Linked DNA regions of Xenopus laevis: region 2 is linked to region 1. The links are chromatin contacts, called in public Hi-C maps. All regions are on one chromosome and are shown on one strand. Each heading gives the region's core, a stretch centred on a gene start, on an enhancer-like site or on the middle of the called end of the contact. The rest is flanking DNA. Distances are from core to core; before and after follow the strand shown. Region 1 holds the start of net1.S (neuroepithelial cell transforming 1 S homeolog). Region 2 holds the start of rbm17.S (RNA binding motif protein 17 S homeolog).

The links. Hi-C and Micro-C count contacts between places; a contact is called where the count stands out from the background.
Region 2: a Hi-C map of the XTC cell line shows a contact between it and region 1, with 4 times the contacts expected there. The contact joins the promoter of rbm17.S here to the promoter of net1.S in region 1. A contact is called at or near these places in 2 of 4 Hi-C or Micro-C datasets (the XL177 cell line and the XTC cell line).

The regions. Positions count from the first base shown.
Region 1 is chr3S:66,692,831-66,699,936 of Xenopus_laevis_v10.1, forward strand. net1.S (neuroepithelial cell transforming 1 S homeolog) reads left to right here and starts at 4,417. Exons shown (of 9, transcript NM_001091727.1): 1 at 4,417-4,637; 2 at 6,643-6,750. The coding sequence starts at 4,545.
Region 2 is chr3S:66,994,581-67,001,686 of Xenopus_laevis_v10.1, forward strand. It overlaps rbm17.S (RNA binding motif protein 17 S homeolog), which reads left to right and starts at 4,365. Exons shown (of 12, transcript NM_001094063.1): 1 at 4,365-4,503; 2 at 6,826-6,962. The coding sequence starts at 6,840.

The sequences.
Region 1 (7,106 bases), core at 3,167-5,666:
GCTCATTCTCAGTCTGCTTTCTTCAGCAGGCCAAGATTCAGCTTTCAATCATGGCCAGAGCCATATGCCTCCACCTACTCAAGGATGGAAACTCAAATATCCATGGTTAGATGAATAATTCACTAGCTATGTGTATGGATTGTCACATTGCCAGTTGTTAGCAGTAATTTAGGATTATGCCGCACACTTTAACTGGTTCTAAGGCCTTGGCAAAAACAGCCAACGAGCTACTATATGTATACTAAGCAGCTTCTGCTCTACTAGGAAATCTTGTGATTACCTTCTATTAATCGACAAGAGAATAAATGAGTTTTTCCACAGCAACAGCAACTCTGGTTTATAATCTTCATTCCAGGTAGTCGGGGTATTTTGCATTTCATGTGACCAACCCATTCTTTGCAGACATTTACAGATATGCATGGGGGCATTATTGTCCCGAAACAAGGGCTTTCCCTAAACAAACACTAAACCCCAGAAAACCATTCTATCCAAAAGGTTAATTGGAATTATGCATTCAGTGTTTTTCTGGCACCTGCCAACCTTCTTGTGTCTGGGTAGGTCTTCTCCCACACTTCAAAAACATACGTTTCTGGTAAGTTTGACCCTAGTTTGTTGTGTGAATCTGATAATCGTTTCTTGCAACTATTGGGACCAAGTGCATGTTCAGTACAGTAAAATAATACACATCACTTTCTATAACTCTTATGATGTCTGACATTATTCCTTTCAGAAAAGTTTATAAAAATGTTCTGGCAAACATATGCTAAACACACCAGTGTTTATGGATAGATAGGAATAGTTTACGGATAGTTGCTTGGAGAATAAACAGTCAAATGAAAAAGTTTAGGAACCCCTCTTAATTCTTTGGAGTTTTGTTTATCATTGGCTGAGCTTTCAAAGTAGCAACTTCCTTTTAATATATAACATGCCTTATGGAAACAGTAGTATTTCAGCAGTGACATAATGTTTATTGGATTAACACAAAATATGTAATATGTAATAACATTGATATTACATCAATACTTCGTTGAGCCTCCTTTTGCAAATGTAACAGCCCCTAGGCGCCTCCTATAGCCCTTGGTGAGTGTCTGGATTCTGGATGGTGGTATTTTTGACTATCTGTCGCCAGTTCAGTTCAAATCATCCCAAAGATTTTCGATGCTATTCAAGTCGGAGGACTGTAATGGCTATTCCAGAATATTCTTCTTCTCCCTCAGCATAAATACCTTTGTAGATTTCAAAGTGTGTTTAGGGTCATTGTCTTGTTGGAATATCCAACCCCTGTGTAACTTTGTGACTGATGCTTGAACATTATCCTGAATAATTTGTTGACATTGGGTTGAATTCATCGACTCTCAACTTTAACAAGGGCCCCAGTCCCTGAACTAGCCACACAGCATGATGGAACTTTCATCAAATTTGAAAGTAGGTAGCAGGAATTTTCTTGGAATGCAGTGTTCTTCTTCTGCTTTTTGTTCTAAACAAATAACTCAATTTTTGTCTCATCAGTCCAAAGCACTTTGTTCCAAAATGACTTGTCGAAATGAGCTTTTGCATAAGACAAGTAACTCTGTTTGTGTGCAGAAATGGCTTCTTTCTCATCACCCTGCCATACAGATGTTCTTTGTGCTAATTGTGCTGAATTGTAGAACGATGTACAGATACACCATCTGCAGCAAGATGTTCCTGCGGGTCTTTGGAGGTGATTTTTGCATCGTCTGTAACCATTCTTACAATTCTGCGCATATGCTGCTCCTGTATTTTTCTTGGCCTGTCAGACCTGGGTTTTACAGCAACTGTGCCTGTGGCCTTCCATTTCCTGATTACATTCCTTACAGTTGAAACGGACAGTTTAAACCTCTGAGATAGCTTTTTGTAGCCTTCCCTAAACCATGATACTGAATAATCTTTGTTTCCAGATCTTTTGAGAGTTGATTTGAGGATCCCATGCTGTCACTCTTCAGAGAAGAGTCAAACAGAAGTACAACTTGCAATTGGCCACCTTTAATAAATTTTCTCATGATTGGACACACTTGCCTATGAAGTTCAAGGCTTACAAGCTAAACCAACCAATTTGGTGTTGCCAGTAATCAGTATTGAGCAGTTACATGCATTCAAATTCACAAATTTGCACAGCCAGTTTTTCACATTTGATTTAATTTCATACAACTGAATACTGCTTCACTAAAAATCTTTGTTCAGAAAACACCCCAGTACTCCGATGTTCCTGGGCAATAAAAGACATACCACTGTTATCTTTTTTTTTTTTTTTTGTTGAAAGTGAAATAAATTATTGCAGGCTGAGAGGGGTTCCCAAACTTTTTCATATGACTGTATTTTGTCAGGGACAGGTTTTCTATACATGCTGTTCTTTTTGGACTGGGTTCTTCTTGAGTAAGTTTTAAATCTCTCTTCTGCATAGTACCTATCTTGTCAACCACTGTTCCAAATCAGTGTAACAAAAAAAAGGACCATAGGCAAAAGTCACAGTTATTTGGTCGCAGCACTCAAAACTGACCTCTAATATTTAAATTTACAGCAGACCGTGCATATTCCAAATACTCCGTCCGAGTTTGTTTTCTATCTATAAGATAGTTGTCGGGTCATATGATTACTTATTATCAGATTTCATAGTTTGATCATACACACCCCATCAGTGTAAAGATATAGTCATGCAGGTTTGGCTTTTTTTTACACTAAAGCACATTGCGGAGAGGGGAGGTGGTCAATGCCTGGAAGTTTAGGGGGGCTTTTGGTGGGGAGTTTTAGTTTTCCTTTAAAGTGGTTGTCATTTCTTATTTGTGGTTTATGTTATTTAGCTTTTATTCAGTAGATCTTCAGTTTGCAATTTCAGCAAGGTTCAAATTATGCTAGCAACCATACATTCATTTAAATAAGAGACTGGAGTACGGATAAGAGAGGCCTGAATACAAAGATGGGTAATAAAAAAAAAAAAAAAAAAAGTAGCAATAACTGTGTATTCTTACACAGTACTGATGTGCAAGCTAAGGCAGGTTCGGGCCGAATCCTGGGCCAACTCTAGGAGTGCAACCTAGCACTTCTGGCTTCCAACGCCTAATTTATAGAGGCCGCCCACCCCTTTTGTGATGTCACTGCGGGTCTATAGATAGGGGAGCAATGCAGGGCCAGGTGCCGATTGGGAGGGGCGTGGGTTGACCCTGCACAACACTATTACCAGGGGTGCTTCGCCAATGAGGCGAGTTGAGGCTGTCGTCTCAGGCGGCAGCGCCCCACTAGGTACCAGGGGCAGCAAAAAAACTTTAAGAGCGAATTTCCAGGGGAGGGGGGGCAGCAGCAACTGCTTCTGCCTCAGGCGGCGGAGGGGCCAGGATCGCCCCTGACTATTACAGAGCATTTGTCTTTTTAGATTGGTCAGTTGCCCCTATTTAAAAACTGGAGTCAGAAGGCAAATAATTCAAAAACTATAAAAAAAAGAAAAAATGAAGACCAATGGGAAAGTTGCTTAGAATTAACCATTCAATAACTTACAAAAAGTTAACTCAATAGTGAACCTCCCCTTTAAGTATTTAAAATGGCAAAAGTCTGGTATTGGCATTATAAATATCTCCAATAAAAATAAAATATGAATGTAATATTAATTTACAAGTGTTCAGAGAAGCACCCTGAGTAAGTCCCAATTTGGGGGGGGGGGTTAGATCCCCTTTGATATTTTAACCGCTTGAATGCCTGTGTATTTGCTCCACTTGTTGCTGTTTAACAGAGGGTGCCGCACGGATCAGTAACCAAACTATATAGTATTTTTATGCAAGCTTTGGAAATTGTTTCCCAATATGTGAAGGGGTAAATGCTGGATGTTTTATGTGATATGTTACTATAATATAGTTCCCTTTCATTAAGGTCTGCTCTTAGACATGCAAGTATTTTAACTGGGTCACTTACTACTTGCTGTTGAAAGAGTTTCCAATAAATATGCTGTCATTTTGTTGTGTATAGCTTGTCAATAAAAAAATGTGCCTCAAATATATGCAGATTGTTAAAGAACAAAGTAAATCAGCCTGAGCTGCTTGTGCTGGGAAACAGTATTTCAAGCTGTATGCACCCCTCCCCCCTTCCTTTTTGTGTGTATGGAACTAACTTGGCTATACTGTATCCAGGCTTTAGAGTTTGGCTGCTGTAAACTTGTCTCCTTGCTGTGAGCTGAACGGCATGCAAAGCGATTTTTCCATTTATAAAATTGTCTGGAGTCATAAAGTAAAGCAGCTGTAAGTTGAGAAGCAGCCTGTAGGTGTGCCAGCTGTTCACAGCAAATGACATGGGATGTCATGCAACTACGCCTACAAAGCAAACGGGCCACTCCTCCTCCTCCTCCTACTACTACTACTTAGTAGCACTGAGCCTTTGCTCTTTCAAGTCCACACTTGAGCTGCAGCAAGGGAAGTATGCAGTATGGGAAGGAGCTGTGAGTGTTTCCTAGCACATCGGAGACTAGTCTACGAAAGCAGCTCTAGCAAGGACTGATCCTTTAAAGTGGATTACTTCCAGATCTTGGAATATAATAAATTATGGTGGCTCATGATGACTTTGGAGGCCTTTTGCCTATCAAGAGGACTATTCAGGTTATAACTGTTCAGAACCAAGCATCTAAGGACTCAGAGGTATGTATTTCATTGTTTATACATTGTTTTTATCAGTGTTTGCAAAATAGATTTCAGGTTGAAAGGTAAAGAGGCAGCTACGTTTTCCCCCCCACGCTTGCATGTAATGCTTGTCTGGTCACAAATGTGCAATTTCAATTTTACGTCAGTCTTTCAATTTGAAGAAACAGATTTCATTACAGCTTTAGCCTGCTCTGTGCGTACCAATGAGCTTGTTAGGAAGCTTCTCTGCATACCTTCAGCTTTAATATTATCCCCCCAGGCAAGAAATAGGGGCTTTCTGATCAGCACTCCTGACTTCTGCCCTCTATATTTCTTTAGAAAGCCGCATTCCATTGTATGGAATGTCATCCATCCTTATTCCTTGTAAAGGATAATTACTTTCAAGTTTCTGATGGAAATCACTGCACTAAAACACCATTTATATGTTGTCTATGTAACTTTGTTTTTTTTTTTTGAATTATATCAAAGTACAAAACAAAATCAACAGTGCGGTGTGGTATTATATATTTTGTTGTTGCTTTACTTTGTTTTTTTACATTCTACCTTTTGCAAGATGTCACATAATTTGCTATTAAAAATATCAGTTGAAGCACTACTTTTCCCTTAAATGACATTTCCTGGCGGATATTTGGAAAAATACTGTTACATAGGTAGTGATTTCTAGCTTCATGTGTGATAATGGCAGCTCCTTCCTAGTGAACGTTTAGAAATATGCATTGACCTCTGCTTTGTGGATTGCACCGTGACTTTTCTTACTTCGACCTCATACGAGAAGAGAATGTTAGAATCCTCTCGTTTTACCTATTGTAATTGTTTTATAGGCTTCAGATTTACTATTGTTCTCAGTGTATCATGTGTGGCTCTCTCTGTTTCTCTCTCTCTCTCTCTTGAAGGGTTTAGATTTATTGCAAACAAAACTAAAGTGAGCTGCTTCTCTGTTTGCAGAGACTTTCTAAGCTCATGTTGCACCTTGGGTTCCTGGTGTTGTGAAAATATGCCACGGTACACAGGTCACACTGTGTTTGACTACCGGTAATCTCTATACTTCATTGTTATGCCAGATAATTCACATCCCCATGCCAGTTTGCATTTTACACCATTTCAGTGAAAGGAGTTTTTTGTTTTGTGTTCAGCTGTGCCCCAACAGTTAGCTATTAAGCAAGAACTGGAGAGCCTTCCAATGTAGTTTGAATTTCTTTATTGAAGCACTACATGTTTCAGACCACAAAGGTCCTTCCTCGGGTGCATGTTACATGCACCCGAGGAAGGATCTTTGCAGTCCGAAACATGTAGTGCTTCAATAAAGAAATTCAAACTACTTGGAAGGCTCTCCAGTTCCTACTTTGCGTCTATGATACTTTATGGAGGTGGCTACTCCAGCAACTGTTGAAAGAATTTAAATAAGTGGATTAACAAGGAATACATTGCCTAGTTATTAAGCAAGCAAACCAACCTTGTGTTTAGGCAGACGTATTTGTTGTGTTTTGAAGATCTAGCAGATTTCCTTTTTTTGTTTTGTTTGTCCTTCTGTTGTCATGAAACACAAATCCCACTATGCTGCTGCTGCTGAGTTTGAAGGGAGCTTTTTGAGGAGAGATGGATCTTGCTGTTGTTCAACAGCATTAATTTTAATACGAATTTCAAGTGGTTTTATCCTCTTGTCCTGTCCTGAATATATTTTACTATGTATGCAGATCTTGTCTTAAACTTTTGAAATACGCCTTTTTCTTTGTATTTTAGGCAATAACAGACCATAAACATACAATAAAACAGTATATTTTGCTCCTAGTGTGGGTCTTGCCTTTGTGCTATGGCATGAATTATTCTTCCTTACGATATACAGCTAATACAGATAAAGGTTTATACAGTAAACAGGACAGATATGTTTTTGTGTTTAGAGTGAGGCATACACTGTGTGAATTTTGCTGTGTTCGAGTTTCATAATTTGTTTTTTTCCCCACAGAATATTGTATCTTAATGTTGAAATATGTCTGTTTTGTAGGAACCAAGCACTAAGAGAGTCCGACCTCTATCACGAGTCACATCATTGGCAAATCTAATATCTCCTGTAAGAAATGGCGCAGTCAGGCGTTTTGGCCAAACCATCCAGGTAGCATATGTTTTTATTATTATCCTTGTTATGCAGTGCTTTACACAAATCCAGTTCATTATTCGTATTACTTCCCCAACTGAGCACACAATTTACAATTTACATTGACACATGCAGTTCAAGTGACTCCTAAGGAAACTGACCTCAGTACATCGTTGTTTGAATGTGCTGTGTACATTGTTTCTGTAATCTCTTGAGACATATTCTTGCTATACTGTAGTTAATATAAGCTCTGACCTGCTTAGATTTGACCACTCAAAGGTTTCTGGTTACTTTGTTTTCTTAAAGGGGTTGTTCACATTCCAAGCATTTTTTTCTTCAGTTCAGTTGTTTTCAGATTGTTCACCATAAATAAA
Region 2 (7,106 bases), core at 3,115-5,614, 300 kb after region 1:
TGTTTTATCTCTTACATTTCCTGATATTTCGATTAAGATGTGTCATTTATTTAGAAGGTTAAAAGAATGTTTGAACATATATGAATTGCTTTTTCAAGCATTTTAATAAAAAATATTGAAATGACTGCAAACGAGGGCTTAAGAAGAACTTCATCTTACTTATATCCATATGAGCTGAAAACTCAAGCAATGTATCTCCCAAACAGTATCTTTTTGCTATTTAATGTGAAAAAAACTTTTGAACTTTTTTCATCGAATTCGAACTTTTTTCATCGAATTTGGGTATTCTGGGGTCGAAGTAAAATCTTTCGATCGAACGATTTTATCGTACGATCGTGTGATTTTACTTCGACTTCAGAAAAATGCTGTAGAAGGTCCACATAGGCTAACATAGTATGGAAGTCAAAGTTTTTTTAAAGAGACAGTACTTCGATTATCGAATGGTCGAATATTCAAACTATTTTACTTCGAATTGAATTCGAAGTCGTAGTATCCTATTCGATGGTTGAAGTATCCAAAAAATTACTTAAAATTTCAAATTTTTTTACTTCAAAAATTCCCTCGAATTCACTTCGACCCTTGATAAATCTGCCCCGCAGAGTGTTAAGATTTGATTTATGCTGAAAGTGCAGCATATTTACTTTTTGGGGTGAAATATAAAAAAAAGAAGTAAAACTCAATGTTTTGTTGCATCTGCTGCCCATACATGCAAAATTCGGTCCCCTTACTTGCTCTTTAATACGGACATAAAAGGCAAGAGTGCCTGGGTAACCAGGGCTAAAACAGATAGAAAAAGACCACTATTATGGTCAATTGATGAAAGAAAGAAATATGTGAATGCATTCATGTATCCGTTATCTGGAAACCCATTATCCAGAAAGCTCAGAATAACAGAAAGGTAATAAATAATCCAAATTTTTTAAAGATTACTTCATTTTTCTCTGTAAACATAACAGTACTTTGTATGCAACTAAGATATAATTAATCCTTATTGGAAGCAGAACTAGATTTTCAAGTAGACTTTATTAAATTACAGAAATATCCATTATCCGGAAAACTAGAGTCCCGAGCATTCTGGATAACTGTCCCATACCTGTACAAATAAAGGATGATCTTTTTATTATCTAAAATAGTTCTGATGAAAACAGATAGTTTGGAATAACAACCCCTGCAAAGACTACAAACTGCTAGACAATATATAATTAAAATATCCCTGAAAAAGGGACTTAACCTCCAAGACTTTATCCCTGTATAGGAAAATTTCTTAAATAATCCAAAAATATTTCTAAATTGGATCTTAAAGCATTTATTCACAACCATGCCCCAAGTGTCAATTAAAAACAAATTTAAAAACAAAGGTGCAACGCATGGGAGGAGGGATCCCTCTCCTTGGATTATGGAACTACACAACCCGATTTAAATAAATCAGGTAGGAGGAGCAAATAGTATTTATACAGCTGTAAGACACAAGATTAATCGGTCTATAAGAAATATGACATGTCCACATTCAATTTTTTAAGCATACATCTATGCCACATGTTGTATCCGTCATTGGTTGCCACGCAGCTGATTAAGCAATATGTTGAAACAATACGTGGTGTAATGCGCAACAAAGCATAGATCATACGGTCTAGAACGTTATATATATTAGAAATTATCCCAATAATGCAGGTACTGGGTCTCCTTCAGAGAACAACGTCCCAAGGTGTTGATCAGGGACACAATATAATAGTTATATAGTATAGGTCGGCAGTGAGGTCTGTCTGTATATTGATAGTGATAACCGGTGGTATTAGGAATCTATATGTAAAAAGTCTAACCACATCCTTAGCGATTTAGCAATCGCAATGCTCCACAAAAGATTTTTTTGTAGCCGTGAACGGAGGTCACTTCTTCCCCTTTGCAATACTTCACATCTTTTTTAACTAATTTTATATACAGCTCAGCAGCATCACCCCCTGGTAGATGGAGAAATGTACTTTTATTGCACAAGCCAATTTTTTTTTTTAACTTAAGGTGGCCAAGATATCGATCGGGAGGTTTGATTTTTCCTGTGATCAAGGACTACAATGGCTAGTTGATGCAGTCCTCGCCTGTTGGTGGCCATTTCCTTTGTTGTAATCCAATCGTTTGGCCCTACGGCCGAACGACTAGATTAACCCAATATCGCCCTGTCCTTGGTGGGCATATTGGGGAAAGATCCTCTTGTTTGGCGAGCTCACCAAATGAGCAGATCTTATTGTGTTTGGCCACCAAGTTGAAAGGGTCCCATTCCTGTATTGGAATAGTAAAATTCAAAGGACAACTGTTTGTGAAAAGAATCTTAAATCTTAGGGTAGAACTAAGAAATGATTCCAAATCCTATTTTATCATGTTTAGTCAAGCAAAATTAACTTTAATTACACAGTATAAATTATTTAAATTTTGTTTCCATCAGTCTGGGAATTCATAATTATAGCAAGCAGACAGGGACCATTTTGTGGACACTGTTATTAAGGCAAGCCTTGCATCATCTCAGAATCTTGTTTGTGCACCAGAATGGGGGACCCGATGTCCATCCCCATGCCCTGGCTATACAATTAAACGGTGAAGAGAACTAGGGGAATGTAGAGAGAGCAGTGACATCTATGAAGTGCTGAATGGAAAGTGAAAGTAATTCCTTGCTCCGCCTCTATACTTAAGGCATAGAGGAGGGGCGGCCAATATTTGATATTTTAAAATTAGTTATGGATGCTTTAATAAAAAAAGAATTTGTATTTCATATTTAATTTGAAAAGGACTTTTATTATACAGATTTTTATGTCTGGGTGACAGGTCCACTTTAAATTGTGAAAAGTGTGGGTAGAAGTTTTACACATAACATTAGTACCTCTGATGCCAGAGAGAAAAAAAGCCTAAAAACTCAAAATTACGCTCTTTTAAATTAGCCACAGTGTCTCTGGTTTGCACGAAAAATTACTGGTATATTTAACCCATTGTCTCCTCCTAAATTAGCCATTTTTGTCCCTACATTGTATAAGATATAGCCATAATTTTCACATAAAACACTAGTGGGGGAATGTAATAAAAGTCGCAAAGAGCAAAACAATTAGCACAAATAAGGATAAAAAGTCTCATTTCGCAATACTCTTCCTTAAACTGTTATTACATTACGAATTTAAATTGCGCATTGCGAATTTTAATTGTGCATTGTCCACTTTTAAGAAGTGCTCGAAGTTGTTGTAATCTTTTGGAGCAAACATAACTTTTTCAGTAAGAAGTTTTATTAGATTCACTGCACACTGGTGCTAACTATAAAATTTCGCAAACCTTCTTCCACTGTCGGAAGTGGTCGCTAAACATTGTCCAGGTTCGCAAAATCTATATTAAATTCGCACAAAAACATGTGTTTGCACATAACTTTTCAAATTGCAAATATTTTTTTCTGTTACCGACTTTTATTACATTCCCCCATAGGACCTTTTTATGCCAGAGTAAAAAAAAACCCCATAAATACTCAAAATTAGTTTTGGCCAATTTTACCCTTTGTTTTCTCCTAAATTAACCCATATTTTGTTCCTAAATTGTTTAAATATCACCCTAGTTTTCACATAATCCCTGGGACCCTCTGATGTCACTTTGGAAAAAAAGAGCCTAAAAACTCATGCTAACTTTGGTCTATTTTATCCACTGTTCTCAGGCCCGGGCCTAGTGAGGCAGAAATTTGGGGGTGGCGTGCCGCCCACTGACCACAGCTGTATTGGGGACTGAACGGGAGATTTTGACAGCAATTTGAATCTCCCCCACCCAGTGATGGATATCATGTGGGAATGGGTGACTGGCTGCAGTGATGGCAGGGTGGTGAAAGCAGCCAGGGTCAGCCACATTTTAAATCTATCCCTGATTGTCATAAATTAGAGCTTTTTTTTTGTTCATAAATTGTGAAAAATCTTGCCATACTTGCACTGAGATATTCTTATGCTAAAACAAAACTTTACTTTTGTCTGATTTCATCCATTGTCTTCACCTAGACTAGCCAGTGTTTTGTCCCTAAATTATTTTAAAAAAAGAACCCTCCAACACCACCTTTTAAAAAAAGATTACTGGAGGTATATTTTAACCATTATATTCTCCTAAATTTGCCAATATATTGTCCATGAAGTGTGAAAAAATATTGTACTAGTCTTTAAAGAAAACACTAGGCTGAAACTCAAAATAGTCTGATTATGAGTAACTATTGGAGTGGAATTATTCTGTCAAACTGGGTAAGTAGAGTAGGCGGGGCTTAGGTTTGTGCAGCGCCGACGTACTTCGTCACTCCGCAAAATGGCTACGTGTAGCGTCACTGCGCTTTTTTTAAGTATAGTGACGCCAAACTATGGCGACGTGAGACAAGTGACATCACTATTAGCTGCCCGGCAAGAGCCAAGGTGCTGAATGTGATCGGCGTTGCGGGACGTTTAAGCAGCGATACAGGACTGCGGGCTGCATTAAGAAAATAGCAACTGTCCAGCTTGTTGGGCGGTATGTTTAACTGATGGATCGCAGTTGTGTAACACCGCTACATGTTTGTGATCTCTTCATGTACTTGTCATTGTTTATGTTTTTTTTTAGTATTGACACCCCATTGTCACCTAATTTCAGTGTTTGTGATCGTACAAACATTGCTAAGTTCCATCTCACCACTAAAATGTTACACTCGAAGAATCGCGACTTGCATAAGGCAGAAAGGCCCTTTCTTGTACTCTAACTAGATGCCATTGTAGCTGCTGCACTACCTACTAACACTGACACTTTATTAATACATGGTTATCAGCTACTCTTAATTGTCTTTTCCCCAGTGTAAATATTCCCAACTCTTGACTTTCTTCCTACCATAGTAGCTTAGTTGCAGTTAATAGGATTTTCTCTATTTTGCTTAATATCTTTTCTGAGCTCTGGAGACCAAATACTTCTAATCCATTGCATTTATAACCCTTTAAATAAGCAATACCTTGTTGGCCCTCCTTGGCTGGTTGGCATAGTTTTGTGTCAAACACACATCTGTTGATTATAATGCCCTTCTCTTAGTTAATAATGAATACATTAAATTGGACCCAATACAAAAATCTGCGGGACTCCACTAAGAAGCCTGGGCCAAGTAAATAATGTACCGTTGATACGGAACTCAATTTTTCAATGCTTTAGCCGGTTTTCTAACCATATATGAACAGCATTACCAAGACCAATGGACGTTACTTTAGAATCCCTTATGCACTAAATTAAAAGGTTTGGCAAATCCAAGTTGATCTACTTCCTGCAAATGTTATCATAAAAGCAATTAAACATGTTTGTTATGCTCTGTCCTTTATAACGTCACATTTATCACTACTTATAACCCCATTGTTCTGAAAAATATCTTGAATGTGATTCCCTAAAGAGGTTGTTCACCTTTGAGTTAACTTTTAGCATGATGTTTAGAGTGATATTCTGAGACAATTTGCAATTTTGTTTTTATGACTTGTGGTTTTTGAGTTATTTAGCTTTTTATTCAGCAGCAGTCATCGGGTTGCTAGGGTCTACATTATCCTAGCAACTGTGCATTGATTTTAAAAAGAGGTTTTAATAATAATAGGAGAGCGCCTGAATAGAAAAATGAGCAATTAAAAGTAGCAATAACAATAAATGTTTAGCCTTACAGAGCATTTGAGAAGGGGTCAGCGACCCCATTTGAAAGATGGAAAGAGTCAGAGGATGAAGCCAAATATTTAAGAAAAAACATAAATAATAAAGTCCAATTGAAAAGTTGCTTAGAATTGGCCATTCTATAACATACTAAAAGTACTTGAAGGTGAACCACCCCTTTAACAAACGTTCAGATAATTTACCCACTGCAGATATCAAACTTACCTGTCTGTAATTGGGGGGTACTCTATAAAGTGTTACTCCCTACAGTGTCTAATTTAATGTATAGGTCATGTGTTATAGATTGCCTGATATGTGAACAATATTTGGGTTTGTTAGGACAGCTATAGGGGCTAATACTATTAAATGTCTTTGTATATTAAAAATAAAATATAAAAAAGGCCCTTGTTCCTGATGGAATACACCCTCAAGTACTTAGTAAGTTTAATTTAGTTTAATCAGACTGACTTTTCTTATTTCCTTAGATTCCATTTTCCTATTATTCATCTATGTTTTGAAGCTGATATAATTACAGTACAGGTATGGGATCTGTAATCTGGAAACCTGTTATCCAGAAAGCTCCACATTATGGAAAGGCAGTCTCCCATAGACTCTGGTAAATGTCTGTATCCAAAAACTGTAGACTTGGTTCATCCTTACTAGGGACTTTTTTTTTTTTAAATAAACTGTTCAGTGTAAAAAATAAACTTGCTAAATTGACAGTGCAAAATAAAAAATATGTTTATTGTATAGTTAGTCAAAAATGTAATCTATGAAGGCTGAAATGAATTATTTTGTTATATGCTGCTTTATTAGTGGAATATGTAGCTATAATTTACAAAAGATAACAATAAAATAGTACTTTCTCAACAGCCACATTCCATTCTTGTCTTTGCCATTATTGGCTGGCTTCAACCAGAAGTGTTCTCTGGCCTATGAAACTTACCAATGCCTTTTCAACACTGTTCAGATTTAGTAATATAGTACTTAGATTACAATATATTTTCATTCAGTCTTTGTTGGGGTAACAAAATATGAAAGCCCTTGACGAATGTCTGTTTATATTGTACAGGATTTAAGGTCCATGTCCTGAGCCGTATAACATAGCACCTCATCTAAGAAGGTGCCATCGACCAAAATTTTGTATATTTACGGTATATTAACCAATAGTTTGTTTTTCAGGTTAAAGCAATACAATGTCTTTATACGATGATCTTGCTGTGGAGACTAGTGACTCAAAGACAGAAGGATGGTCAAAAAACTTCAAATTATTACAATCCCAATTGCAAGTTAAAAAGGCAGCTCTTACACAAGCAAAGGTACTTTGATCCTCACTTAAGTGATCAAATGAAGGCTATGAGTCAGATTTGTTTTAAGCTTGCCATAAAGATCCACTGTTTTGCCAACCTTACCATTGGCTTGACAAATTGTGTCTTCCAGCTCGTATAGCCCCTTGGCTATGC